Linked DNA regions of Mus musculus: region 1 is linked to region 2. A link is a contact called in public Hi-C data. All regions are on one chromosome and are shown on one strand. Each heading gives the region's core, a stretch centred on a gene start, on an enhancer-like site or on the middle of the called end of the contact. The rest is flanking DNA. Distances are from core to core; before and after follow the strand shown.

Region 1 (2,889 bases), core at 210-2,709, 91 kb before region 2:
TACAGTGCTCCAGGCAACAAGTAATTAAGAATCAGTTGTGTGGTATTCTGATGAATGGGGTCTAAGGGTTGTATTGATTATTCTTTTGGATATAAGAGAGTTAAAATGACAAGGAAATTGTAGTGAATAGTTTCCCATAATTAACTGGGAAGACATTTTGTTTGCTGGGTTTTTTTTAGGAGCCCTGGGAGACAGAATTCAAATACTTGTGTGATGATGATTAAGTCCTGATAAGCAATTGAGTGAGCTTTACACTGAGGTGTCACAGTGATCTAAAAACAGGCATAGAAACTTGGTAAAGGTGAAGGCGGTCTTTCAGCTATCTCCAAAGTATGTGGCTATATCTTGCAGATCCCATGGGCCAGCACTAACATACACTCCATGAGGGAAATACCAGCTGTCTACAGAAGGGCAGCCGCAGTGTGGGTGATGAGGCCGTGGGATACGGCAGTACCTCTTATGAACAAAAGTAACAAAGCAAGAGGCGCTGCTGGTCTAAGCAGAGCTGCACATCCCCCTGCCAACAGAAGGGGATTTTCCTTCTCATTTTCAGTCTGCAACACTGCCTTACACAACTGAAACGTTGGCTGTGAGCAACAGCTAGGTCTGACTCCTGCAGACTTCTGAAAGATTTGGACGAATCAAAGAGTCATTTCCAAGGAGAGACATTAAAAAATAATAATAATTTTTAAAAAGTCTGTGGGTGACAAAACCGTGGGCAGGAAGCTCTTCTCCAACAGGATCCCTAAGGACAGCACAGCCCCTCTATGCTGCCAGAGGGCGTCAGCGATGTCGAAAATCCTAGAAGCTGAAACTCCAATCTGGCCGCTATAAAGCAGCCTGACTCCGACATATTCTCATTCTTGACAAATACCCACCCACCGACAGGGCTGGGAGACACATGGCGGCCAGGCCAAGTTGTCAAAATTGATCATTATAAAATGTCTATCTTACGAAAGTACAACCTTTGTTCAATGTGCTGCTTCCCTTGGAAGAGTGATCTTCCGAGAGCTGTAGAAAGGTGGTCAGAAAGGACGGGGCTTGTACTGGTTTTCTAGGTTAACAACCTTGTTAAGAATGGAAGGAAAGGTGAACGGTGGCCTTGGAATGTTGAACAGCAAACAAGAAATGAATCATCTAGTAAGGTCCTCTACTTCAAAGAAATTTGTAATTTTTGAGGCTCCCCAGAAAATTTCCTAGGCCTTTAGCTCCTTTGATTTCCTTTCCTTCCCTCTCCCCTCGGGTCCCCAGCACAGTGCTGCAAGGCCTAGGCAATGTGGAAAGTTCACAGCTAGTCGCCTGATCTCATGATCCTCTATCAAAACAGCACTTTCAAAAGTGCTTCCTGTCTAGCCCCGCACTTGCAGGAGTGTTTCCTTGGCTCAATCAGCTGCCAAACCAAATCCCCTCGGTGCAGAACTGGCAAGCACTCAGCACAGCCCGTCCCCTCTCCACCTTGGGCCTGACATCCGGAAGTGACTTAGGAAGCACTCTAATGGTTACCAAATTTTTGGAAACTGACTTAGCTTTCCTGGGCAAGTCACGTGTTTAGGGGAGATGGAACCACTAATCATCACTTGACCCTGTGACAGACCAAAAGTTGCCCTTTTCCCCCCACCCCCCGGGAAAAAAAACGAAAAGAAATGTACCAGCTAGAACAATGATGCAGACGCACAACCATGCTGGAGGAGACGGCAGACATGCCGTCGCCTTCCAGATGTCGGACATGATGGTGCACAGGCAACACAAAGAAGCCAAGAGATTCTGCTGCACACCCTGCACACTCGCTGGCTTGCTCTTTTCCTACATCCTTTCTTCAAGTGCTGGGAACTTTCTATGGCCATTCAGGGACTCAGAACAGAGAAGAGCTGAAGATCTGTCCATCACTTCTCTGTCTCTGAAATACAACTGCATAGTTGTAAGCAGCGACAGAGGCAGTGTGATTTGTCTGAATGCCTCCTGGTGCCCCACACACTCTGCACTTCACTACCTTGTGTATCACCAAGTCAAGCCTGGACCTAAAGGAGACTCTGCACACCCACTAAAATCACCTCCTGCTTCTGAATCATGCACAGAACCTGAGAGAAGCCAAAGCTGACTCCACTCAGGCCTCCTGTAGGACTGCTTCTATGCGCTTATCCTTGCTCACACTTCTACTGGTGGAAGGCTTCCCAAAAAAAAAAAAAAAAAAAAAAAAAAACGGATTCAGCTGTCAGACTTAGATTATCAGGGAATCTCTAAGATGAATGGGTCCTTTAAAAGAAAAGCCAAACTTGAGGTAATTACGTTCGAATTCTTTAATCACTTTTTCCAAGCTCAGGGGGAATTGTGGTGTTTCTCTGAGGAGTGTCTTCCACTATGCCACACAAATGCGCTGCAGGTTCCTCCTTCAGAGGGGTACCGAATAGAAGGGCGTCCCCTGCACAGTGTTCAGGAGTGTGCTTCTTGGCTTGTCCTTTTTGGATAGCAGAGGTTGTGTGTGAATGTGCAATTATCAATACAATTCTCATTTTGTCTCCTTTCTTCAACAATAAAGCAATAAGAAAAAGGAAGGGAGACGGGAGGGGGGCAGGAGGGAGGGGAGGGAGGAAGGGAGGGAAGGAGGAAGGGAGGGAGGGAGGGAAGGAAGAAGGGAGGGACACTTAAGTACTGAACATGGGTTTCATACCATACCAGCCTTAACAGACCTCATCTAAACTGCTCAGGGTCAGAGTATCTTGCATTCTAGAATATATATGCAGGCTTAATTAATTAAATATTCCTAATCAAAACCTCCTAAATATTCCAATACCCCAATGTATTGAGTGGTAGATTTCAGATTAGGGATCAGTCTACTCTGTACTATGGTAACTTGTTCATTTCCATCTCTGGGAAATTCAGACAAATGGG
Region 2 (3,033 bases), core at 304-2,803:
GTCTTTCTTGGCTCCTGCCACTTGCACAGAAAGACGTGGCTTATGCTTCATACGGACACAAGGTCCCACAGACGCAGGTGAGGGGGGCTAGGAACCACACAGCATTTCCTCAAACATTTTATACTACAAAGCTCACAGGCAAATGGATTACGTTGAGGATGAAAATGGACAGAGGGGAAGCACCAGCGTGCTTTGTGGCTGCTCCGGAGGAGCGGCATCCCAGGTCAGGTTTGCAGAGCGTCATATTCCCAAACCAGTCATCATTAACGGACTCACTTCCACAGGAAAGGAAAAAAAGCCAAGAGTCTGAAAACTCCGGACAAAAGAAATCCCTGCAGACAGAGTAAAAACAAATTAAAAGACCCATTATAAAACACAGATGCTACAAGGAAAATAAACTTTCCAAGATTTACTGGGCTTTGACAAACCCGGACATTTGTGGAAAAGCCATCAACAGCAACTCCCAGGTAATGTGGGAGGAAGCTTGGCTCCTTTCTGCTTTATCTTTAGCCTCTGTGCAGAAGCTGCCAGGACTGGATTCCCAGCTTCTGGATGCAGGGAAGTGAGAACATGTGAACGAGGCAAACTGCCAAGCACGAGACATTTCTAAGGGAAGCAAGACCCCGAAAGTGCTGAGCACTTCACATTCTGCTGAACGCTAGAGCTACTATCAGCATACTCTGTGCATGGACTTCTTCAGGACACGTGAGAGGAAACGAATGAACAAATGAATGAGGCCATCGCTCCTCCTGATCCTCTTTGCTGCCCAATCACACCATGAAGTAAGGAAAAGAAAACCACCAAGCATGATGTGCAGCAGTCACAGCTCTGGAATCTCCTGCAAGGGGGAACTCAGAGTGGGAGACAGCCGAAAACCCGTGCCAGGTTAGCAGAAGCGTGAGATACACGTGGTCATGAGTGGGAGCCTTAGAAAGACTCCTTAAGAAAGAGGGCTGTGAGAAAGAACACAGACAACGAACAATGGGGTGTCCGGTGAGCCTCTTAGGAGGTCACTGGGGATCCGAGGACAAACAGGCATAGAGATGTTAAGATTCCTTTACAAGAGCAAATTAGCGTGCCCATGGGACAGCATAGTTAGGAGGTCTGCAGTTTTCTGGGTTTTCCTGTGCTCCTTAGACATAGGGCCCTAACCCACATCAGGCATCAGGCAGGCTATTTAAAAGGGCTTATGACAGACACCATCCATGTCTCAGCAAACCAGATGCCTCAGTCCAGTCCGTTTTCATCAATCTCCACAGACTAAAGGGATCTGCCACAGTTGAGGGGCTCTGCTTCTCACCCCATCAAGCTCCTGGCTGCAAGTAATGGAAATTGTATTTGGAAATTAAAATAACAAGGGTACCCCTCAAACCCAAACTCGCGGGTTCCTGGCACTCCCAACCCTATAGAAACATCCTTTCTCCCAATATTTCCTCATCTCCATCCTCCTCCCAACACTCTCGCTATTCTGAGGACAGCGTACAAGCGTCCTCCTGTCTACCCAGTCCCAGAGGAAAGCTGGGTAAGAAGCGCTCAGAGCCTCTGCGCATGCGCACAGTCCGTCCCACACAAAAGCAAAACTGCCGGTCTGCTTTTACTATCCGGCCCTGGACTTGGCGGGTATAAAGCAGCAAAATTTACCAAAGAGTTTTAAGTTAATTCTGGAGTTGAAAAGTTGACTTCTTGACTCTGTTAAAAAGAATACAATGGTAGCTTGTCCTAAAACAATCACTGGATAGCTGAGCTCTGCAAAGCTAGAAAGCATGCTTAGCTCTTGCTTGTGGTCTAATTTAACATTAAAGCATTCTCAACTAAATCTCAACTATTATTTAATCAAAATCAAATAAAATCCTTTAAAACATATATATGTATATTTATTTTTTTTAAGTGCTCAGTACAAACTGGAATTTCTAGTATATGGGTTGCTTTTGGTCAGAAAGGGAGTGTCTGTCCCTCCCTCCCTCCCTCCAGCTCTGCTCTCCCTCCCTCAGGCCCCTAGCCCGCCTCCTTTCCCTCACAGATGAGGATGACAAGCTTCCCAGCTGCAGTTCCTGGACTCTCAGCCTTCTTTCTGACCTTTTCTCAGGCATGTTCCAGTATATTCTGCAATCTACTCAGTAGGAAAAGGAAACAGCAGCGCCCTGGTGTGAGACAGTGCCTTCTGACCCGCAGACCAGGCTGCACAGGCCTGGGATCTCAGCAGGAGATGGAAGGAAAGAAAATTAGCTCTGGACATGGAGGCTGGACACGCTTTACCAAACAACTGCGCGGACTTAAACAGAGGCAGAATCTCCAAGGATGATCCCAACTGCAGTTCTTATTGCTGTGATTGTTGCTCCTTGGGAAGGCAGCAGATGACAAAACATTGCAACAGAAATCTAGCAAAAGCATTGGTTGCTTTTTCTAAGAAAGCTTCCTGGTACCACAGTAACCACTACGGGTACAGAGGAGGAAAACAATCCATGTTTTTCAGGTGGAGACAGTTATTAGTGATGTTCTGCTACAGCACACAGAATGGTCCAGAACTCACCATCTGGTGTTCTCCAGTGTCAAGGAGAATTAAAAGTATACCTCCAAGAGAATTGGTGGTCTGCCATCATGTGACTGTTTTGAACATATATTTATACATAACACATTATACTTGTGTCAATAGCACAACAGTTAATTCTCTAGCTGTTCTCTCCTGATTCTCAGAATATCCTCACCTGTTCCTTACTCTTAAAGTACTGTATGCTATTTTAATGTGTAATACAAGTACTTCCTGGAAGCTAAAATGAATTTTGGATTTAGGAGCCTGATTTATAAGAGTAAAATTTAAAAAGAAAGTCACTATTACAAAGCTTGTATGTACAGTAAGTATAATTTACTCTAAAAGGGCAGTTTGTGGCTAGAATGAGGGGTGAGGAGAAGTAGGGAGAAATAAGGCTGCCAGGGGGTTGTACCAAGGAGCTGGGATGGCTACATGGCTCTAGTACACAGAGGGAGAAAAGAACACAAAAGAGAAAATGGGAGAAATTCTACTGAATTAAAAAA

The links. A called contact is a pair of places that touch in the nucleus more often than the background predicts.
Region 1: a contact with region 2 is called in a Hi-C map of liver, with 2.9 times the contacts expected there. The contact joins two enhancer-like sites. A contact is called at or near these places in 4 of 39 promoter capture datasets (HPC-7-derived erythroid cells, cranial neural crest, frontonasal cranial neural crest and 1 more), 11 of 484 Hi-C or Micro-C datasets (the AML12 cell line, the HL-1 cell line, the N1E-115 cell line and 7 more), 4 of 115 datasets of contacts at active chromatin or transcription factors (craniofacial prominence, embryonic limb bud, fibro-adipogenic progenitors and 1 more) and 1 of 9 other capture datasets (embryonic stem cells).

Annotation. Positions count from the first base shown.
Region 1 is chr11:85,614,106-85,616,994 of GRCm38.p6, reverse strand. All of the region lies in intron 22 of Bcas3 (breast carcinoma amplified sequence 3), which reads right to left. Among named protein-coding and RNA genes, the nearest start is that of Bcas3os1, 100 kb to the left of the region's middle. Within about 2 kb of position 1,459, at least 11 of the 459 cell types and tissues checked have an H3K27ac peak or open chromatin away from gene starts, as enhancers often do. A contact at or near this core is called in liver, where this site is marked.
Region 2 is chr11:85,522,886-85,525,918 of GRCm38.p6, reverse strand. All of the region lies in intron 15 of Bcas3 (breast carcinoma amplified sequence 3), which reads right to left. Among named protein-coding and RNA genes, the nearest start is that of Bcas3, 170 kb to the right of the region's middle. Within about 2 kb of position 1,553, at least 82 of the 459 cell types and tissues checked have an H3K27ac peak or open chromatin away from gene starts, as enhancers often do. A contact at or near this core is called in liver, where this site is marked.